Linked DNA regions of Gasterosteus aculeatus: region 2 is linked to region 1. The links are chromatin contacts, called in public Hi-C maps. All regions are on one chromosome and are shown on one strand. Each heading gives the region's core, a stretch centred on a gene start, on an enhancer-like site or on the middle of the called end of the contact. The rest is flanking DNA. Distances are from core to core; before and after follow the strand shown. Region 1 holds the start of fzd8a (frizzled class receptor 8a). Region 2 has its middle 20 kb from the start of LOC120812113.

Region 1 (5,629 bases), core at 1,802-4,301:
ATTAAGAAAAAGCGGGCTTCGGCAGGCATTTGAAGGGGACTTCAACAATTATGGAGATGCTCCAACTCAACCCCTGCCTCTAATTACCGGTCTCTGATGGTTAAAACAGGGGGTGGGAGAGGGGGGACTCTCAAAGAGCCGCCACCGTCAACACGGTGACCACATCACAAAAAGAAACAGCCAGGACAACCAACTGCGTCAAAAACAAAAACTGCAAATGTCCACAGAAAGTTGAGATTTGTCAAAAAACTGTTTTATTGTCAAAATAAAGCTCATATTTGCTTTTCTCACAAAAAGAGACATCTACACTTTGTACAAATTTACAATAGCTTATAAAGTTTTCTTTTATCCACAAATGTACACCTTTTTACTTTCTTACAGAACTTTTATATAAATACATTTTTTGAAAATTAGAAAAATGAACTACCCGTAAAAAAAAACAGAAAAACACATGGGCACTATTAAGGCTTAATTTAAACCATCTTTGATGTGATTGGATGATACAATGTTATTTGGCACTGTGTAGATAAAAAATGGCATTGAGGACCAAAAATTCTTTTTTGTGAGAGGCAGGTTATAGGTGCAAACTTGTCTTTCTCCCTACAGCGAATAATAACAGCGGTTTGCGTAAAATCCTTGGCGTGTACCACCGCCCCAAACCAACCGGGGGGAATGAAACCCTGTGTGAGGTCACATTGTTTCAGCCACCTGTCCTCACTGCGGCATGTATGCATGTTCAGATAGAGGGGGGGTCACCTCGCCAGTGGTTCATTACGATGCAAATTGCTTAAGACAGGGAGTGATGGGTTATCTCCCAAACAATTAGCAGTCCTCATAAGCTGACCCCCCCTCCCTCTCCCTCCCCATTCAAACCTGGGACAATGGCATCTGCTTGGGGCAAGAAACGGAGCTGGCCGTGCCCGACCTCCACGTCAGCCCGGTGCTCACGTCGCTATACATGGAGCCGCCGGTGCCTTTGCTGCCCCAGCAGCACCGGGTGCAAAACGTCCTCCACGAGTCCAAAGTTTTCCCCGACCAGATCCACACGCCGGACGTGATGCCCACCAGAAGGCACATGAAGTACTTTAACATGAAAACAGCGTAGTCCGGGCTGCTGCGGTCGCGCTCCAGCAGGCAGTTGGAGCAGTTGTGCGTGATCTCCCAGCTCTGCCGGTTGTGCTGCTCGTAAAAGTAGCACGCGACTATGATGGTGGCGGGCACCGTGTAGAGCACCGTGAAGATCCCGATCCGAATCATCAGCTTCTCCAGCTTGTCCGTCTTAGTGCCGCCTTGCTTGATGACGCTGCGGATCCTGAACAGGGACACGAACCCGGCCAGGAGGAACATAGTGCCTATGAACAAATAAATCACCAGAGGGGCCAGGACGAAGCCCCGCAAGTTGTCCAGGTTCTGGTTCCCCACGTAGCAGATGCCAGCCACGGAGTCCCCGTCCACGGAGCTCAGCGCCAGCACCGCGATGGACTTCATGCTGGGGATGAGCCACGCGGCCAGGTGGAAGTACTGGGAGTAGCTGGCGATCGCCTCGTTGCCCCACTTCATCCCGGCCGCGAGGAACCAGGTCAGAGACAGGATGACCCACCAGATGGAGCTGGCCATGCCGAAGAAGTAAATGAGGAGGAAGACCACGGTGCAGAGCGCGGGGCCGGTGGTCTCGTAGTGGATGTGCTCCAGATCGAACTCCCGGTGGCACGCCACTTTCTCGTGCCCGGCGATGAGTCGAACGATGTAACCGACCGACACGAACATGTAACAGGCCGAGAGGAAGATGATGGGTCGCTCCGGATACTTGAAGCGCTCCATGTCGATGAGGAAAGTGGCCACGGTGGCGAAAGTTGACACGAAGCACAACACGGACCAGAGCCCTATCCAGAAGGCGGTGAACGCTCTCTCGTCGTGCGTAAAGTACGGGTTGTGGCACGGCATGGCACAGTTGGTGACCTGTCCTGTTTTGACTCGGTTGTAGAGCGGGTGACGGTCCGCGTTCACCTGCACCATGGGCTCCAAGCACTTGCACCCCGGCTCACACGGGGTGGTGGGCGGCTTGTATTTCCCAGGCGCGCCCGGTCGGCTCGGCTTATTTTTAGGGGGGTTGTAACCCTTCGCGGGGTGGTTGGTGGGTTTGGGGTGGACGGGGGACACCGTGGTGGAGTCGGTCCTGTTATAGTCCATGCACAGGGTGTCGGGGTTGCCCTGCACCGGCAGCAGGTCGCACTTCATGCGGTCCGGCCAGGGGAAGCCGTACTGCCTCATGAGGGGCGCGCAGCCCGCCCGGGCTCTCTCGCACACGCTCCGGCACGGCGGCAGAGGTTTTTTATAGTCATCCAGGCAGATCGGGGTGTACATGCTGCACAGGAAGAACTTCAGGTCCGGCGAACACTGGATCTCGACAAGAGGCCAGAACTGGTGCACCTCCAGTCCAGCCTCGTCCTGCGTGTCGTGGTTGAACTGGTTGGGCATGTAGGTGTAGTTGTAGCCGATCCCCTTACACAGGGGCACGGCGATCTCCTGGCAGGTGATCTCCTTGGCCGTGGTGCAGCTGGATCGGGGCAGGAGAGCGAGCGAGAGGAGCAGGTAAACCCCAAACAGGTCCATCCCTCCGGCTCGTCGTGTCCCCCCCTTCTTCTGCTCTGGTGCCAATAAACCCTCTCCGCCGTCTGCTTTCGCTTCGAGTCCGGTTAGATGTTGCGCAGCGAGCCCATCTCGTTTCTCCCGGGGACCTGCATGGACTTCCAAGCAATGTGCAAGCCGTGTTTACTTTCAGCTGAGGAGGAGGAGGAGGAGGAGGAGGAGGAGGGGAGAAAACAGCCCTCAGGGCGGCGAGCAGTCAAGATGGCTGAGAGGAGAATCCACCTTCCTCTGCAAACTGCTTTCAGTATCCTCTGTTATTTAGAACACCCCACGTGCTGCTGCCGTCCGATCGCTGTAAACGGGGGAAGGTGGGCCTGGTTTCTTTCTGCCAAAACACAGCGACTACATCCAGTAGGCTCGTCCCACTTTGGTCCGTGTTCCCATACAAATCATCGGCTGGGAGACGAAGCGGTGCCGATATATACCCGAGGCATCACAAGCCACACCCCCAGAGCCGCTCCTCCAATCACAGAGCGGAAGGGGGCGTGATGCTTCCCAGCAGACTATCAAGTGTTTCTCCCTGAAAAAGATGTAGTAGATGCATCCCGATCACGCTGTGGTTTGACAGCGTGTCTGCCTGTGGGATGCGGGACGGTGTGAGGAGGGTGTGTAGAAAACGAGGGAGCATCGCGTGGTCACCGGCTGAACAACCACACGTCGACACCAAAACAACTATTTCAACTTTCGAAAGTGCCACATTTTCACAAAAATGCAGATTACAGTCAGCGCTATCATGATAATACGTAAATCTCAGAGGCATGGCTGCTCTTCAATTAACTGTAATAACCCTGTAATGAATTCTCCCCCCAAACATATTTCAAATGGCAAAAGAGTAATTTGTAACATCATAATAATATAAAGACAGGTGAGCTGTTGAAAGGAACCTGCTCATAATGTTGCTCAGCGAATGAACGGTGTGTTCAGTCTGGTAACTTCCGTCCTCAGTGTGACAACATTGGCAGACCGACAATGTGTCTATCTGCAAATTATAGTGTGTGTGTGAGCGAGCGAGCGAGCGAGAGAGAGAGAGAGAGAGAGAGAGAGAGAGAGAGAGAGAGGGGGGGGGGGTGGTAAATTGGCTAATTTGCGCATGATAAGACTACCCAGGGAGCTGTCTGTCCTTGTGAGAGGCCTGTTTTATTTTTTAAATGAGGTGCTAATGTTTCGTTTAACGCTCACACGGAGCTCCACGGGAGGGGTAATTGCGCGAGGCGAAGCCCGGTCGGCAGAGCGCGCCGAGACGGCGTCACAACTCTGAAATGAGCGGGTACGCTCCGCGTGTCTGGCGACGTCGGCGGTTATTTCAAGTCTCATTGTGGTTGAAAAAACAAATGTTATGTGTGATGTGGATCTTCTCTACAGACATTTGCTGCAAAGTGTGTTTGTAATATTCTCAAGGTATTCTTATGTGCTGTCGATTATTTCATTTACTCCACTAGTGTAAATACGAGTGTTCTTGAGTTCTAATTGAAATATTAAACTTAATAACCTTAATAATTATGACCCTCGTCAAAAATGATAAAATGCTGAAAACGAGGAGCATGTATAAAAATAATGCTCATTATTTGACCCCAGAGGGGGACCTTAAATGACACAATTATCTTTCTGCGACATGAGGAAAGTCATTTTTTTCATTCTTAAAATGCTCAATGAACAATATTTTTTGCTGTGAGAATGCTTATTGTTATTATAACGAGCTGTCCAAGGACGCAAAGCCATGCAGCTGCAGGGAAAACGAGGCACGAGGAAAGCCAACCATGTGATAGGCACATCTGTCCGAAACCCGATATTCACTCCACAAACAAGAGGGGTGCGTTTTTGAATAGGCATTTTGTCCTCTACCATGCACGCACTCACTTACAGAGTTTAGGCGCTAGGAGGCCAGTGTTTGGTCTCACAGTGCAGGCAACTTCCTCTGTTTCCCATCCAAGCAAAATGCAACATTGTGTCCTGGTATTTAACTTTCCTTGTATTGAGTTGGGAGCGGAGCCAAGTCTTTTATCCATCCTCGACCCACAGAGCAAAGGCAATAACCCCATAGCGTGCCGGACATCAGGTGAACCAAGATTGATTAAGTGATTCGCCGCTCTGAGATAACAAGCTAGGAGCTTCGTTAATGGTTGTTTGCTTTTGATTAGGGGACAAGAGTTTGGCTTTAGCCAGAGCTGCATAGTTGGAGCAAGGGCCTGTTTGTGCAGAGGCGGGATTGTTTGATATTTTCCTTAAATAACAAACCCCTGGCGTTTGGGATGGGTGAGAAAGAACACATAATAAGAAGGGAGTGAGGGTAAGATGGTCAAAGTGTGGGAGAGCCACGACGAGGGCAGAGAGGTTCTTTGCAGTAGTGATTCACGACGAGGAAATCCACTCGTCTCCTGTTTGCAACTGATAGCTGCACGCTGTGAGAAAGTACCCTCACCCCCTCAGACCAAAGCCTTAAGGAAACACTCTGTGACCAATGAATGAAACCCACAATCACGTTGAGATCCAAAGTTAATGTTCGAATTATAGCCCCATTCTGTCCGTCGAGAATCAAGTGCTCCCAACTGAAGAAAAGGGACGCCCCATCGAGTGTGACTGCCTGCCAGATCCAGGACTTACCTCCGAGACGGCGAGACCGAGATAGGCCAATACAATACAACATTATCTTGTTAAGGAAAGCCTCGAGGAGATTTAGCCAGTCTGCTGGACACAATTCCAAGAGCCTCGGTGGCATTTAGCGGGCTCGCGCTAACCCGGGGCCGCTTGTTAAGACTTCATTAGCTGTGTTTGCTCAGGCCCTCTCCTCTCCAAAGGAGTGGAGGAGGGCTCCCAGCCTCGGCTCCACTATAGACACTCCATATGGGCCTTGTTTGCTCACGGCTGGCCTGGTAATCACTTTCAGGTGGAGCTGGAGGAGACGGAGCAAGGCTGAGGGGGGTTTTGGGGAGAGTTGGAACCCCACTCCAGTTGCTAGACCCAGCCCCCACCGGCAGCCTCC
Region 2 (5,629 bases), core at 2,092-4,591, 97 kb after region 1:
GGGTTGTATAAGCGGTCATATTTACGCATTTCTTCCGACAAAAGTTCTTCAATCTGATCCGTTCCTTTCGTAAACATTCTTCGTTTTAATAATGGCGGTATTGTGCTATGAACCTCGTAGCATCGATCGGACCCTGAAAGCACAGTCTCCACCTCCCCACACCCGCCCCATCCACCCGCCCCGACGTCAAACGTCTCAAACTGCAGTATCTTATGCGTCTTATTATCCGGTGCGCCCTATATATGAAAAATGTTCTAAAATAGGTAATTCATTGAAGGTGCGCCTTATAATCCAGTGCGCCTTATAGTGCGGAAAATACGGTAATGCTATCGTATGAGCCAATGGATGTACTGGTCCCTCAAATTTGATGGTGGTGGTGGAATGGGAGAATGCAGCATGGATATCGGGAGCTGGCACAGCGAGGGCCTTCACTCAGCTCCTGCTTTTGCTTCCAGGCATTTTGTCCAGATGAGAGCTGAACAGGCCTGAGGAGCTACTGGAGCCCTCCACATCTCAGTTCCCCAGTGTGTGAGTGCATGCTGGCAGACTGTTGACCTCAGTACTTTTTCCAGCTCTGAACTAAATGTTAAGTGCTGAAGAGTCAGGGGAAAGTTGAAGAAGTGGGCTTCTGCTTCAGTTTGACAAACATGGGCGGGTGAAAGCCTATCCAGTCAGTATTACATTAAAATGAGCCATCCGAAAAATTGGTGTGCACATCCAAACACCTCAACAATATAATGCAATATGTTTTAAAACAGGACAACTCTCATCCCTAGATTTATATCCAGCCTGATCTCCAAAACCTGTTCGAAAAAATGTATATGAAAATCTTGAAGATACAAATTCGTAGTGATACATACTAAATAAATACGGACTGGCAACTGATGACGTCACCCTATTCAAAGTGAATGGGGACCTGCGCCCCGTAAACACACTTTGTGAAGACTAACGATGTAAAATAAACGTGTTATGATTGCATTTTTAACGAGAAATCAATGTTAAATTGTAAGAATACAATAATAACCCTAACCCCCTCAAAAAATCCAACATGGCGGAGAGACGTTCACTCAAGAATCCTACATGGTCCGCCATGTTGTTCACTCAAGGGGCGTGGTTAACCACCGCCAGTACGTATGTATTGTTACGAATTACTATGTCAAATATTTCGTATACATTTTTCCGAACAGGTTTTGGAGATGACGTTGTTATATCAGGTTTCCTAGTGTAGACTTGTAAGAATAAAGGTACACAGGACCGACAGTTTCACCAATTTTATTAGTCCCAAAGACCCAAACACCATGAAATGTTTAGGGGGGTTACGGTGATTTGTGGATGAAAATGTGATGCGATATATGTTCTTCGCAGAAAATGAGTGAAGGCCGATGAGTCTGAGTTTGAGTTGTTTTTTATAAATGAAAACGGGTCCCACAGACCTGAACACCATACAAGGGTTAAACAAACAATATATTTATGAGTTTTAACTGTTCATTTTTTAAACGGATTAATGCATTTATTTAATGGTAAACCAATCCCTTGTATACGCAGATGGAAACCTTAATCAAACAACAATACTTACACATTCCGCTTAGACAAAAACAGGAGCATTGCTGATATTTTGTTTTTAAAGAGAGGCATCTAGATAGATCCCCATAGTAATCATTTCTAAAGACATTGGCCTCTTTTTGAATACAAACAGTGACAACTAAATGCAATTTCAGTATAAAACAATGCCCCTAATGCAAAGTTCTGGCAGCCACTGTTTTTTTCAAAATTCAAGCAAACATGCAATGATTACATAAGAATTATTATTTTCACAGAACTCAAGACGATAATGAAAAGCAGCAACGTGGCTGAGAAACACTTTAAACGAGATATTCTGATATTTTGAAACCCCAACTATAGGTTTTTATGGTGGAAAGGCGATGTTTCCATTTAAACAGCTGCAAAGGGTCAATTACATTTCGTATGGAGCTATTTTGACACTGTATAAACAAAGTGTCACAATCGACGGACACTGTAAGCTCTTTCTTTTTTAACAATGCAATGCCAAATTGGGTAAAAACCCCCAAATCAATGGAGAAGGAAAGTGTTATTGTAATATTTCAACTCAATTGTTAAGGATTATTCTTCCTTCATTGCACCGTAGCTGTATCATAAACTAAACTTCCCCCTAAGCCACAGAAATTGGCTCTTTGTTGACTGTTTTTTGTCATTAAACTCCCTTCACCCCGTACATCGTTTCCACCTAAAAAGAAGAGAATATCAGGGAGAGAGAAAAGAGAAAAAGAAAATCAATTACGCCATGCACTTCTGAGGGCATGTCAGAGGCTTTTCAGCATTTGGAACCTAATTAAATTAACCTCAAAAGGAGAGGGACTGGAAGCGCGGCCGGGGCGCTCGGTGCGCGGCCGATGATTAGCGCATCGATTTATTAAAATGGGCTGGCAAGCCAGACAAGATGAGACCTCATTCCCGCCGGGGTCTTGTTTACTCTAGTGCGAGCCAGTTAGAACTGTTATGCTCTGCGCTCCTCTATTTGGCATGGAGGAGTTAATTAGTGGTGATTGAGCAAGGATCTCGGAAATACAGTTTGAGCTGCATATAACAGGCTGTGCTCTGTGCACAGTTGTGTGGCGATAACTCGGTTAGCTCCTGGGGGTTGCAAATTGCAAATTGACAGCAAATTGAAACCCAGGACATGTTCTATGTAGTTTGTTCTATGTAACTATGTTGGATATGGAAGTATCATCATTGTCTTAATAATCAACTTAAAATCACTGACTTCAATAGGCATTCAGTGGTTTTATTCATCTGTTAACTTCTCCTGCTGAAGAAAGTCCTCAACAGTTATTGACTCGCCCCAAAGAGTGCAATACAGGCAACAGAAAAAATCAACTCAAAAACTGGAAATCGTCATTATTTTCAAGTTGTGCAAAGTTTGTTTAGCTTGTCTCACGTTAAGCCGTTTATCTGCTGCGCGAGGAATGTCGAGCCCATGGGTCAGTCCGTTTGTGTTGGTAGAAGAAATACTCTGCAGAGCAATCCAAACATTGTACGAGTGCAACCAAAGTGCCAAAGAGAACGGAGGGGGGAATCCCAGGCCTGAGTGTACATGTAATCTTAAAACAACATCGCCGTAGATACTCCTGTTTAGATATATTCTTTAGCTCGCTGTTATCGCTCACAATTCCGATATTGTTTGGATTCCCACATTGCTGCTCATATTTCCATTGGAATGGACTGGCAGCTCGCCTGATGGAGAGCCTTCTCTGGGGAGTCTGCAAACGCATCCGTTTTCAATGTGTCTGATCCTGCTTCTCTGTGCCGAGCTGACTGTAATTGGCAGGCTCTCCTCGTCATTGAGATATTACATTTCCCCTCTCGGCTATTCCACATACTCCTGGGAGCAGTTCACACTGCGAGCGCGTCCCGCGAGTCCTCTGCAGCAGACACAGGACTGGCGATAGAGTTGTCCTCATGGTAACAGAAATCGTTCTCTGCCTCTGACTCTACATTACAGGCCATCAGAGTTTTTTAGCGTATGATGAGGCGAGTGTGGAGCCAAGATTCATCATTTTGAGAAGCCCCGGTTGAGGGTGGATATGTTACATTTTGAAAAAGAGAGGGAAACAACTACTCGCTAATGCGTTTGCAAAACAACCTAATGCATTCGCTCTTCAAAGACACAGCCACAAAAATAAAAAGGTTTATTTTTCCACAAGAAGCATTTACCTTTTAACTTTCTTTTTTTTGGTTACGTGGCGGCACAAGGAAGATTTATTCCCCTCTAAAGTCACCATCAATTAGAAAATAAACACATGGTTCAACGGCGCCCGGTGTCACTAAGTAAACACAGACCTGCCTGCAATTAAAGGCCCAGTTTTCCTCCGGAGGCGCTGACGTCTTGGTCATGCAGGACAGCAGGAGTGGCAGGAGGCCGCGGCCAAGTTCTTGCATATTTTCCTCAGGAATAATTGCAGGCACCGTTCCGGATGATTCACGACTCCGTAATCACACAATTTCCATATTGTTGACTCATACTTGCAGGCCAATATGACTGCCAGTGGTACAAACTGCTAATTGAACCGTCAATGCAGTTGCAATTATCTAGTGCGCAACAACGTGTGAGAAAGCTGTCTGTGATCTGTTTTTCCACCAGTTTGGGGCTCCAGACGGAGACCTGACGCTCGCCATACTTCCTGCTCTCTGTGGGAATTCGTCTTGCTACAACTGTTGCAATCAGTAAAGAAAACAAAACATGGGTTTCCCATCTTTATGCAGGTGATGCACAAACCTGCGCTGGTCTCCGAGCCTCGCTGTGTGCTGAAAGAAATCTAGACATTGTTAGCGCCAGCATTTCCCACCACTTTTCTTCATTTGCTTAGGTAAAATTGCAATCATTTATTTCCTTTCGCAGTGAACAAACTCTAGAAATGTGTGTATTCATCATGATCCTGCATCAGCCTCACAGCTCAAAGTGCAATCCGACCGAGCTGCAACCTGAGAAACGAACGACCAACTGCGAGGCCATGGGGTCCAGGTGAGCTCCTGTCATTATCCATAACTAACTGCAGTCTAGACAACATTGTGTATGAAAGGGAAAAGACAATTAATGGAGGATGTTTGTCAGACAGACAGCTGGGGCATGGATCGGAGGAAAAGAGGATGCAACTTGATATCTTGTAGGAAAGATCCTCCCCCAAGGACCTCTCGTTTGGAAAGCAGGTCAGACAGACGCATTTACAGTAAAAGATTCCCGCTGTAATAATTTTGTCGTATTAGACTACCAGCTGGCATCTTAAAGATACAGTTAATTATAAACAGTAAAAGAATTAGCATTGCACACAAGTATAGTAACACTGTTTTAAACGAAGGCCAGTTAGAAACTGCACGTTTTTCTCAACGCATTATTCTTCTTTGTCTGAAACTGTAACTTATATAGCTTCGATCACATCTTTAAAAAGCTTGTTACTCAATTTCTGTGGGTTTTTGTGACCTCTCCAACTTTCCACTGTCGGTTTTTGCTAATTCATGGTTCATAATTTTGTGGGATATCCAGAAATTACAATTTTGTAAGCATGAAATTCTGGACTGAATTTTGTTCTAATTCATCCTGTAGATTTGTAGTAGTTGAGATATTCTGTCTGGAAGTGAAGTAGTATAGTGACAATCCACAATGCACGTTTGCTGTTGTCATAATTCATAGGCAGCCTTGCATTGACATACCATAATGCAATGCAGCTGTGTAGATTCTTTTGTGGAAGCTATTTACACCTGCACCTAAATCGCCTCAACCGAACATATTAATGTACTGTCAAAAACCCTTCAAGAATTCATAAACTGAAGCAGACAGATCAATTGATCACAACAATGCTCATGAGGCTTCAACACAAATAATCTTTTGTTGTGTCTCATAAAGCCAATTCAGGTTAATCCTTAGGTCTATTAAGTAAACGGTCATAGTTATAAAGAATCATGTGTTTTTAATGATGTGTTTATTATATAGTGCCAAACATAATGAAATCATGGCATCTACCCTGACAAGCAAAGCATACAGTCACCATACACTCACATCCAGGTGCATGCCAAACTTTGTCAATCGGGGAAAAGTTTACATCACCTGCAATGA

Evidence for each region. A called contact is a pair of places that touch in the nucleus more often than the background predicts.
Region 2: a contact with region 1 is called in a Hi-C map of skeletal muscle, with 7 times the contacts expected there. The contact joins the enhancer-like site here to the promoter of fzd8a in region 1. A contact is called at or near these places in 4 of 6 Hi-C or Micro-C datasets (skeletal muscle, tail fin and whole body).

The regions. Positions count from the first base shown.
Region 1 is chr21:9,205,300-9,210,928 of fGasAcu3.hap1.1, forward strand. fzd8a (frizzled class receptor 8a) reads right to left here and starts at 3,052. Exons shown (of 1, transcript XM_040167733.2): 1 at 232-3,052. The coding sequence starts at 2,613. The coding sequence ends at 868.
Region 2 is chr21:9,302,285-9,307,913 of fGasAcu3.hap1.1, forward strand. No RefSeq gene overlaps it. Among protein-coding and RNA genes, the nearest start is that of LOC120812113, 20 kb to the left of the region's middle. Within about 2 kb of position 3,342, at least 1 of the 9 cell types and tissues checked has open chromatin away from gene starts, as enhancers often do.